Linked DNA regions of Cricetulus griseus: region 2 is linked to region 1. Evidence: chromatin contacts called from public Hi-C data. All regions are on one chromosome and are shown on one strand. Each heading gives the region's core, a stretch centred on a gene start, on an enhancer-like site or on the middle of the called end of the contact. The rest is flanking DNA. Distances are from core to core; before and after follow the strand shown. Region 1 holds the start of Snapc3 (snRNA-activating protein complex subunit 3). Region 2 overlaps Ttc39b (tetratricopeptide repeat protein 39B).

The links. Hi-C and Micro-C count contacts between places; a contact is called where the count stands out from the background.
Region 2: a Hi-C map of fibroblasts shows a contact between it and region 1, with 4 times the contacts expected there. The contact joins the enhancer-like site here to the promoter of Snapc3 in region 1. A contact is called at or near these places in 5 of 8 Hi-C or Micro-C datasets (the CHL-YN cell line, the CHO-K1 cell line, fibroblasts and 1 more).

What each region holds. Positions count from the first base shown.
Region 1 is chr2:64,438,247-64,443,810 of CriGri-PICRH-1.0, forward strand. Snapc3 (snRNA-activating protein complex subunit 3) reads right to left here and starts at 2,620. Exons shown (of 9, transcript XM_027400197.2): 1 at 2,287-2,620; 2 at 1,574-1,651. The coding sequence starts at 2,588.
Region 2 is chr2:64,560,669-64,566,232 of CriGri-PICRH-1.0, forward strand. The region is part of intron 1 of Ttc39b (tetratricopeptide repeat protein 39B); the gene reads left to right. Among named protein-coding and RNA genes, the nearest start is that of Ttc39b, 20 kb to the left of the region's middle. Within about 2 kb of position 3,458, at least 2 of the 6 cell types and tissues checked have open chromatin away from gene starts, as enhancers often do. A contact at or near this core is called in the CHO-K1 cell line and fibroblasts, where this site is marked.

The DNA of each region.
Region 1 (5,564 bases), core at 1,370-3,869:
TCAGCCTGGTCTACAGAGTGAGTTCCACAACAGGGTCCAAAACTACACAGAGAAATCCTGTCTCAAAAAAGAAAGAAACAGAGTGGCAGAAACTTACAATTAAGAGTTCTTAGATTTCTTTTTTAAATAGATAGCCTGGGCCCAAGTTGGCCCTGACTTTCTGGCAATCCTCATTTCTCTGTCTCTCAAATATTGGGATTACAAATGTGAGCCACCACTCTGCCTACGTTTTTGGTTTTATTTTTATGTTTATTGACAGCAGAAAGGAAGTTGTAGGGAAAGACAAGCATAGAGCTAGATTTAGGCTTTTCCAGAAAGTTTAACAGTTAACAAGATTATTAAGATTAATGTGTCAGCCGGGTGTTGGTGGCACACCCTTTAATCCCAGCTCTTGGGAGGCAGAGGCAAGTGGATGTCTTTGAGTTTGAGACCAGCCTGGTCTTTAAGAGCTAGTTCCAGGACAGCCTCCAAAGCCACAGAGAAACCCTGTCTTGAAAAACCAAAAAAAAAAAAAAAAAAGATTAATGTGTGAGCCTGGCAGTGGTGTTGAATGCCTTTGAGCCATGTTAGGCTCCAAAGCCACACAGAGAAACCCTGTCTTGAAAAACAAAAATAAATATATAAAAAGAAACAAAACAGCTGGTGCTTGTTTCCTTTTTTGAGATATCATATAGCCCTGGATGGCCTAGAACTCACGAAGTAGACCAAGCTGGCCTCAAACTCACAGAGAGATGCCTTTGTCTACCTGCCTAGGATTAAAGGTGTATGTCACCATTCCTAACAACAACTGGTTCTTTACAACGGGTATTTAAGAAATAATATCTGAGTATTTAGCTTGAACTCCAAAATCTAAGTAGATTAAGTATACATTAAAAAATTAGTACAAATTTGAATATGTATTGGATATTAGAGGTTTTGTGTTTTTAAATTTTTCTAGAGGTAAGAATATCACCCTGGGGGCTGAAGAGATGGCTCAGAGATGGCTCAGATCAGAGGTTAAGAGCACTGGTTGCTTTTCCAGGGGTCCTGAGTTCAATTCCCAGCATCTACATAGTGGCTCACAACTGTCTATAATGAGATTTTTTGCCCTCTTCTAACATGCAGGCAGAACAATGTGTATATAATAAATAAGCAAATAAATAAATATTAAAAAAAAAGAGTATCACCCTGATTATGCAAAATGGTACTTTTGGAGCTACAAACTGAAGTCCAGATGGGGAAAAAAAAAAACCACACACAACTGTACTCCACTCTCAGACTTAAAGCAAGGAAGTCCAAATGTTTTGTTTTGTTTTTTAAATCAATCATTGTTGAACTATGTAACGGAGGCTGGCCTCTAACTTGCATTAATCTTCTTGACTCAGCTTCCTGAGTGCTGGAATTACAGCCTCAAGCCAGGACATCAAACTCAATGGTTGAATTTAAGTAGTGGGGGTGTAGAGAATACTACTATACTTTCCAAAATAGAATATTCAAAAAGTAGCAGAAAGGCTAACAGTGTAGTTTAGGGGAAGTTCCTGTTTCACCGCAGCATCAAAACAAACAAAAAGCATATAACAAAACAAAATCATACCATAAAGTCACTAGGTCAGTGTTCTCTGGGATGACTTCTGGGTCTTCACCTTCTTCAAGGCATCTCAGTTTATCAAGGCTTAGAAAGAGGGAGAGGTCGGGAGAGGGAGAAAGGAAAAGCAACATTTTATGATCAGCCGTGCATTTTCAACATCGGGTCAGAGCTTGTCCTGAATACATCACTGAATAATTAAGAAGTCTTATGAAATCCAGCAGGCGGCTTAATGGAGGCCAGAAGAAGACAATGGTTTTTGTGCCAATATGTTCATTTGAGGGCAGCCAGTACTGTCAATTGGGGGACCATTACAAGTAAGCTTTATATTTCCACCACCAGGGAAGGTATTTTGGGGGGAACCAAAGAGATAACATATTCACGAAGACCACTAGAGACTACAGTTAATCGGGGTTTTAACACAGCTCATGTACTTCCACTGTGCAAATGTCAATGACAGGTATATATACCACTGTTACTCCAACAAGCGCCTTAAAGATCAGAGAACAGAAAAGTCTTTTATGCAACTGTCGTGTCCCGTTACTGGATCCTCCCTCATAAACTGTACTTTCGGACCCTAGCATCTCTTCTGGCCTTCCGGAAAGGGTTTGGGGGGGATGAAGGTTAAATCACGGGCCCTCGCCCGGAAGAGTACCCGAGGAGCACAGGGACGAGGTTGCACCCAGCCGGACCCACGCTGTGCCCCGAGGCTGCGCACTCACCCGCACACGACCCTCAGCTCTGCCGCTGCCTCCAGACTGCAGCCCAGATCCCGGGCCACAGCAGCATCCTCCAAGCCGTTGTCCGACGCCCCTCCGTCCGCCTGCTGCGCGACTGCCTGCGGCTCGCTCAGCGACAAATCCCGGGGCCCGAGCCGGCCGCGCCACAGCTCCCCAAAGGCTCCCACGTGGAACGCGCGGGTGTGCAGCTCCGGAAGCTCGTACTCCGGGAAGCTGCCGTGGCTCGCACTAGGGACTGGATGCTGCGGACCACCCGCACCGTCGCCCTGCGGGTCCGCCGCCATGTCAGCTGCGATCCCTTCCGGCAAAAACTGGCGAGCGAGTGTCGCGGGGCGTGACGGTATTTGTAGTTGCGCGCGGCTCCGGGCCGGCGGGCGTCTGCGATAGCCAGACGTCAGAAACTACATTTCCCGGCAGGCCGCGGCCACCGCCCGGGCGCGGCTCGGTCGCTGTGGGCAGGGCTGGGTGCATTGTTCTCTTCGCTTGTCCGAGGGCGGCGCCGCTTGGCGTGTTCATGGTGGAGCTAACCGGTTACTGGGACCCACAGTTACCTAAAGACTCACTGGGGTCTCGCTCACACTTTCCTCAGCCCTGGTTCGTGGGGGAGGGACTTTTGTCCACTGGTGGTGTGAGTTGTGCTGCTGCCCTCCAGTCCTAGAGCAAGAGAGTCTGAAGGGCTAGGACCAGGGGCACTGAGACAGGTTCGATCAGAACCTCCGGTGCCTTTCTGTATACGTGCATAATAATGTTTATGGAACGTCGGCTTTGCATCCCACACGGTTCATTCTTAGTTATGATGTGTATTTTTAAAACTTACCACTTTTCCAGGGAGAGAGACTCGTATGTGACTGTTAAAGGGCTAAACCGGCAAGCTAGCAAATGAAAGTAGCTTGAAACTCAGTGGGTCTAGATACTCCAGAAGCTTTTGCCATGTTTTTAGGTGTTACAAGGATCTAAACAGGGTGTGCAGTACAAGTCCTGGCTTGTTTGGTTTATGTGACACATACTGTATGATCATCCATTGAAGCTATTCTTTCGGTGACTTAGAATATTCACAATTGAGCAACGATTAGTTTACCACTCATGAAAAGGAAGTCTGTTGCTTTTAACTATGACTCCCAATCCTTCTAGTTTCAGCCAACAACTTAAAAGGCTTTGCATCTGTGAAGGTTTGGTATCTAGGCTTTTGGAAATAGGATCTCACTATGTAAACCAGGCTAGCCTTGAATTTATAGCCATCAGCCTGCCCAATGTGTTCTGAATCCTAGGATTAAGGGTGTGTCCCACCACACCCAATTTATTTTTGTATTTAATATAAATATATATGGTCATTTGTAACTGGTTTCTGTAATAGTGCACAATGTTTCCACTTTGTAGGAAGTTTCAGTACTTTATTCCTTTTTTGGTTGAACTAAATTGCAGTGCATGGATGTTACACATTTTATTCATTGAAACTCAGTGTGGCATACACCCGTAACCCGTCACTTGAAAGGTAGAGGCAGGAGGATCAGAAGTTCAAGGTCATCTGCTTGTATATAGTGAATTTGAAGCAAGCCTGGGATACCCTGTCTCTTAAAGGGGAGGGGACTGGAGAGATTGCTAAGCAGTTAAAGAGCTCTGAGTACTCTTCTAGAGGACTCTGGTTCAGTTCCCAGCACCCACATGGCAGCCATCTAAAACTACAGTTCCAGGGCATCTGATGCCCTCTTCTGGCCTCCTTGGGCACCAGGCAATCAAGTAGTGCACAGAGATACATACAGGCAAAACATCCAGACACATTAAAAAAAGAAAAAATGCCAAGTCAAAATAATAGGAAACAAGTTGAATTAAAACACTAGGGGATAGAGAGATGGCTCAGGGGTTAAGAATACTTGCTACTTGATTCGACCTAGGCGGTGGTGGTGCAGCTCATTAATCCCAGCTAGGTGGATCTCTATGAGTTTCGAGGCCTGGTCTACAGAGCTCATTCCAGGACATCTAATGCTATTACATAGAGAAACCCTGTCTTGAAACCAACCACCACCCCTGAAAAAAAAAAAAAAATTGGCTGCTCTTCCAGAAGACCCTGGTTCAGCTCACAGTCCCCTGTTATTCCAGTTGCAGGGAATTCTGATGCTAATGCCCTCTTTTGTCCTTTGAAGGCATCAGGCACATACCTGGTTCACACACATAAATCTCAAAACAAACAAACAAAAAACAAGAAAAATGTCATTGGAAGATTTTTTTCTACATTTTTTTAAGTTATGATGATGATATATATATAAGAGTTCATGAAACACACTTTCATTTCTCCTGAATCTATAGCTAGGAGTGTATTTATGATGATAACTATAATGTAGGATTATTATGAGGAAGGTCCTACTTTCCTCTAGCCTTGAACCAACTGCAGTTTCAGTTATCAGGGAAATTGGAGTCCATTTTTGGGGTTCTTAGTCTCATTAATAAAAGAACTAAAAAAAAAAAAAAGTCAGGTTTGGTAGCATATGCCTTTAATCCCAGCATCTGGCAGACAGAGGCAGGAGGATCTCTATGAGTTTCAGGCTAGCCTGGTCTACATAGTGGGATCCTGTCTGAAATAAAATAAATATTAAAAACAGACCAGAAGGAAGCCTGAGGACAATTTTATTAGAGTCTAAGAAAGATAACAACAACAGTGCAAGAAAACTGTAAGTCTCAGCAGCTTCCAGAAGAATAATAGGGAAAAGAGAAAGAGAGAAGAAAGCCTTGCCTTTTGAGTTAGACAGGGAGGTTGGACAAGGAACAATATGGCAGAAGCTGGGGCATGGACTGCTTCAGGAGAAAAACAAAAATGCTTAGGGCATCAGGGGAAATATGCCCACGTTTCGGCAAGTATATGGAAAAAAGAAAAAAAAAAGACAAAGGTGTATAAAGTGAGGACATGGCCCCTCCAAAGGTAAGTTTGAGGGGAAGGTTCTTATAGATAGGAGGGAAGAGTACAGCCAGAGACATCTTGAAGAGTCCAGAGCAGGGAGAGAATGTAATAGACTAAACATGACCAGCAGACTAACTGATCCATGAGAAGAGAGAGAGAATGTACTGGCTACTTTTATGTCAAGTTGACAAAAGCTAGGGTCATCAGATGAGAGAACCTCAATAGAGAAAACACCTCCAATAAGATCTAGCAGTAGGCAAGCCTGTAGAGCATTTTCTTAATTGTTGATCGATGGGGGAGGGCTCACCCCATTGTCGGTGGGACCATCACCTTGCTAGTAGTTCTGGATTCTATAAGAAAGCAGGCT
Region 2 (5,564 bases), core at 2,208-4,707, 120 kb after region 1:
ACAAGCAGGAAAGCAAGCAAAGTGGCCAACCACCTACCTTTATTGAGCCAAGATTTATATATCATAAACTTTATTCCTTCCCTCCCTCCACACAGTGCTAGGAATCTAATCTGACTTTTCAAACATGATGGGCAGATGAGCTATAGCTCACTCCTTTTGTATGTGTTCAGGGACTTTTATCTTTTAGTAAATTTAGAGTTGTGTAACTGTCACCTCAATTCCACTTAACATTTCTGTACCCTCATTTCTGTTCTCAGTTTATTTTTAACACTTAAAATTACTAGCAAAATTAAAAATCCCAGGTATATTGAAACTGAGCATCTGTTCTGTGTGCAGAGAACAAAGCAGACTGGAGATCCGGGGTAAATTTGGATTGGATTGGGCCAGTACAAATGCTGTGTCACCAGGATGCTTGAGGGCTTAATGAGTTACTGCTGCCCAGGACATTAGAAATGGGTTCTGTTTGCAAGAAGACAGATGTAGGTGATAAGGATGACGTTGACCCCCTCATTTTCTAGTTTATTCCCTGAGGCAGCTGCTGTGTAGCCAGATTTCACTTGGAAGAAGCCCTACACTTACACTTTGTAAGCCCTGGCCTGTTTAGAAAACTGGACTGTCCTAGCAGCTAGTCTCAAGGAGGTCGGAGAATCAAACAAAACCACCTGGATTTCAGATTTGTTCTATTTCAAGCAAGGCATATGGGTGGCCTTGTAGCTGAGTAGATATGGGTGGGATTCTAATATTGGCTGAGGGCATCCGAGGTCTTCCGGTCCCTCGGTGTTCTCATCAGACCACTGGGAACCCTAATGCTCTCATCTTAGGTTTGTGTGTGCTTCTCTATCAGTCGGTGTCTGGCATAGTCACATGCTTGATTGCATTTCTGGTTAGTAACTAGTTACCGATCTTGCTTTTTATGAATGCATTCATATGGAAAGGATTTTGTAGAGTGGGATAGGCTGTAGTTAGCAATATTGTTTCCAGTACTGCAGTTAACCACATTGACGGTATTGGCTTTGCATGTTCATTTGCTGATAGTAATTTTAAAATGTAGGAAAGATTTTTGTTTTTAAATCCAAACAGTAGTAAAAGTCCTTTTGAAGAACTGGCTTATGCTGGTTAATTTTAGTCACCTTGATACCAGCTAGGGTCATCTGGGAAGAGGAAACTTCAATTAAAAAAATGCCCCAAACAAAACAAAAACAAATAATGGTTAAGCCAGGTAGTAGTGGCACATGCCTTTAATCCCAGCAATCAGGAGGCAGAGACAGAGGCAGAGGCAGGGGGACAGGGGAACAGGGGGACAGGGGGCAAGGCAGAGGTGATCTCTATGAGTTTGAGGTGAGCCTAGTTTACAAAGCAAGTTCCAGTACCTCCAGTGTTACATAGAGAAACCCTGTCTTGAAAATCAAACCAAAACAAACAAAGAAAATGTCTCCACTAGATTGGCCTGTATACATGTCTATGGGGCATTTTCTCAATTAATGATTGAGATGGGAGAGCCCAGCCTACTGTGGGCAGTGCCACCCCTGGGCAGGGGTTCTGAGTTGTATAAGAAAGCAGGTTGAGTAAACCAGTAAGCAGCCTTTCTTCCATGGTCTCTACTTCAGTTCTTGCCTTGGCTTCTCTCAGTAATGGACTATAACCTCTAAGCTAAAATAAGCCCTTTGCTTTCTTGAGTTGATTTGTCAGTGTTCTATCGAAGGACACAGCTTAAGCCAGGGAAGCAAGGGAAAGGCATATTGAGCCAGTTTCCTGACTTATGGAGCTAAAAGAGGCGGGGTTCACAGCTTGCCTCCTTGGGTAGGTGTGGGACATTCATGAAATGAAGATGACTGTGCTTTAGCCCTAGGTGTTGCTTGACTTTTCATATCTCCAGCCACTTACTTACTTCATATCAGTCACACGTGTACATGGGATATTTCTCGTGACTTCAAGATAGAATCATGGAAAATAGACTTCGCCTTTCCCCCCCATAGTTCTTCAACCTAAGTGTGAAGTTAGTTTGCTTTGGGTTGCATTTACTAGGGTTTTTGAGTTTAAGAACTGCTATTTGAGTTGCTGGCTTGAGTTTCATTAAAAAAAAATGTCTAATGAGTTGGTTTGGAATTAGGACAGAGTTTCCAAATATTTCTGAGATGACCTAAACACATTTTTTTGTTGTTTTATACTGTATTTTTATGTGGTTCTTAGCATTGACTGTTATAAAATCAAAATATTCAACTTTGAAAATGCTGCAGATGTTCAGTATCCTGCGGTATCAAATATTCAGCCAAGATTTAGTTCTTTATGGAAAAATAAGCACATCCTTCTCATCAGTATGCAGCTTTGCTTTCATCTTCATGCTTTTTAAAATATCTTTATGTGTATGACTGTCTTGTCTATGTATCTTGTATGCCCGGTGCCTTTAGAGGTCAGAAGAGTATCAAATCCCCTGGAACTGGAGTTAGAGATGGTTGTGAGCCACCATGTGGCTACTAGGAATCAAACATCGGTCCTCTGCAAGAGCAACAAGTGTTCTTAACCACCGTCTCTCCAGCCCCTCATCTTTTATAAATAATGAAATCAGATGTATGCTCAAGAGTTGTCTTTAAACAGATTTGTTATGATTTATTATCAATCAAGGTTTGATTTGTATTCCTATTTTGTATACCTGTATAACTGGTGTTACATAAAATTTCTGGGACAAAAAGGGGTTGTCAAAAAGGGGAGAAAATTAAGAAGCCTCCCATTTGAAGGTACACAAGCCCAGTCCATGTGAGAAATAGGGTCTGTTTATCACACGACAGTAGGTTAGATGTGAACATTTTAAGGTTTAAAGAACCCTTGTTCATGTGCTGAAAACCACAAAGCCCTTGTTTTCAACTGAGGCCCCTGGAGACTGTCATCTTTTTCTTATTTTCTGAAGCCAACAGATGGCTTTAAAATAGCACCACATACCCATAGGGAGCGTGGCATCAGCCTCCATCCTCCCTTTGTACCTCTGTTTGCCCGTTCTTTGCCATCATCCACTGCTGTGGAGTTTGTAGCATGGCTGCATTCTGCTCCTCTTTGCTATCACTTTGGCCCAGTCCTCAGTCCTATTCCATGGTCTTACATGACCCTACGTGTGGACGATGCCCCAGCTAGTGTCTTTGCCTCTTCTTTGTCCTCTATGATCTGCTCTCCACTATGCCTCCCCTATGTTTTTCAGACATTGATTGCATGCTTCTTCCCAGTGTACAGACTTCAGGGACTGTCCATGGTAATTAGAAGAAAGCCATGCTTCTTGTGACCAGAATAGTCCTGCTTTTGTCTTCTCTCTCCACCTGTCTCTTGCCTTCCTCTGCCTCTTTCCCTCTTGACACCACAGCTCCCATTCAGTTTCTTGGATGTGACAAGCTATTTCCTACCATACTGCTCTTGTGTGGGCTTCCTGGCCTAGCTGACTCAGCCGTAACCAATTCCTGAACTTTCCATCCTCACCACAGAGGTCAAATTTCTAAAGAGGCTGTGCTGCCTACTTTTATGTCAACATGACACAAGCTAGAGTCATCAGAGAGGAGAGAGCCTCACTTGAGGAAATGTTTCCATAAGATCGGACTATAAACAAGGCTGTAGGGCATTTTCCTAATTAGTGATTGAAGGCCCACTTCATTGTGGCTAGGGCCACCCTTGGCCTAGTGGTCCTGGGTTCTATAAGAAAGCAAGCAGAGTAAGCAAGCCTTGGGGAGTAAGCCAGTAAGCAGCACCCCTCTCTGGCCTCTACATCAGCTCCTGCCTCCAGGTCCCTGCCCTGCTTGAGTTCCTGTCCTGGCTTCCTTCAGTGATGGAAGTGTAGTGTAGAAGTTTAATTGCCTTTTGGTCATGGTGTTCCATCACCGTGATGATAACCCTAACTAAGGCAGAGGCTTTGCTTGGTTTCTATCTTCAGATCAGCTGGGTCTTTCTGCATAGTACTTTTGTTTTCTCTTAGCTGTGATCATTATCTTCAGGATCTTGTTTGTTTATATTCTTTTTGCTATCTGTCTCTTCTATTTAATTTTCATTGCAGGAAACAGCGGGTGCTGTAGGCAGTTAAAGGAGGAAATGAGGTACTTGGAAGCTATAAGAGTGTCTGATCTAGGCTCCTATTCATGAATCACCCCAGTCCTATCTAGAAATGACCCTCTTAGGGAAGACTCTGGTGCTCTGGGCTTAGATATTTTGGGCTATGTTTGTTAGCTTTCCATTACTGTGACAAGATACCCTGCAATAAACTATTAAAGGAGGAAATGTTTATTTGGGTTTAGTCCAGGGTCAGCTGGCTCCATTGCTCAAGGAGAGACAGAACATTCTAGTGGGGAGATTAGTGGAGCTGAGCTGCTGATCTCAGGGTGACCAGTAAGCTGGGGGGCAGTATCCCACAAGGTTATGCTCTCTATGATGTGACTTCCCTGCTAAGTCTCCATCTCTTACAGGCTCCACCACAGCCCAGTAGCACTTTATATTAGCAGCACTGTCAGGGAGCACGGAGCCTTCAACAGGTGAACCTCTGGGCATTTAAGACGAAGACCTTGACTGGAGTGCCTTCACGGCAATTTGCAGTGAGCCAGAGTACATGCCCAGATCACTGCTGTTGACACAGCCTGTTCTCATCTCTGCTAGGTGGCAGGGAAAGCCAGAAAGAGGAGGAAGATGGGCCTGGTCCTCTAGATGGCCAGGGTGTCCTGTCAATAGGAACCTTCCTCCAGTCTCCACCTCCAGAGTCTGGAATTATAGGTGCCACCTGCCTACTGTGTACAGGTGTATTTTAGCAGGTGGAACCTAATCCATGCTCAGGCATCCAGAGGAGTTGAGAGATTAATTTAGGGCTTGTGATGAAGTCAACTTCAGACAGCAGCAAACCAAACACACTCTCAAAGTCCATTGAGAATGTACCTTGGTGTGTCAAATATGAGAGTCAGTGGCTATGTACCTCAATGTACATTAGACAACTGGGAAAAATAATCTAAAGTTCAGATATACCTCAGATTCACAGAATTGAATTCTGACATAGGAATTCTTTTTTTATATATAAATAAATTGAGCTATTCTTTTTTTTTTCTTTTTTAGGATTTATTTATTGTGTATTCAGTGTTCTGTCTGTATGTATGCCCAACACCAGAAGAGGGCACCAGGTGTCATTATAGATGGTTGTGAGCCACCATGTGGTTGCTGGGAATTGAACTCAGGTCCTCTGGAAGAGCAGGCAGTGTTCTTAACCTCTGAGCCATCTCTCCAGCCACGAGCAAGAACTGAGTATTAGACTTTGCTCAAGAGGGAAGATTGTGAGAATTTATAAGTTATCTGGGTCACATTGTAGAACATTGACAACAGTAGGAATCTTTGAGTCCATGCTGATGGGAGAAAACAAGTAGCTAGCTATGTAACAAGAAGGTTGGCTGTGGTAGAATACTCTGGGGATTGGACAGGGGCTGCTTGGGATGCAGTGTTCAAGGTTAGATTGCTGCAGGAGTCTTGTGTGGTGGCAGGTGATTGCTTGTAATCCCAGCACTACAGAGGCCAAGTCAGGATGACACTGTCCTCGGTGCTGAGTTTAGGGGCCC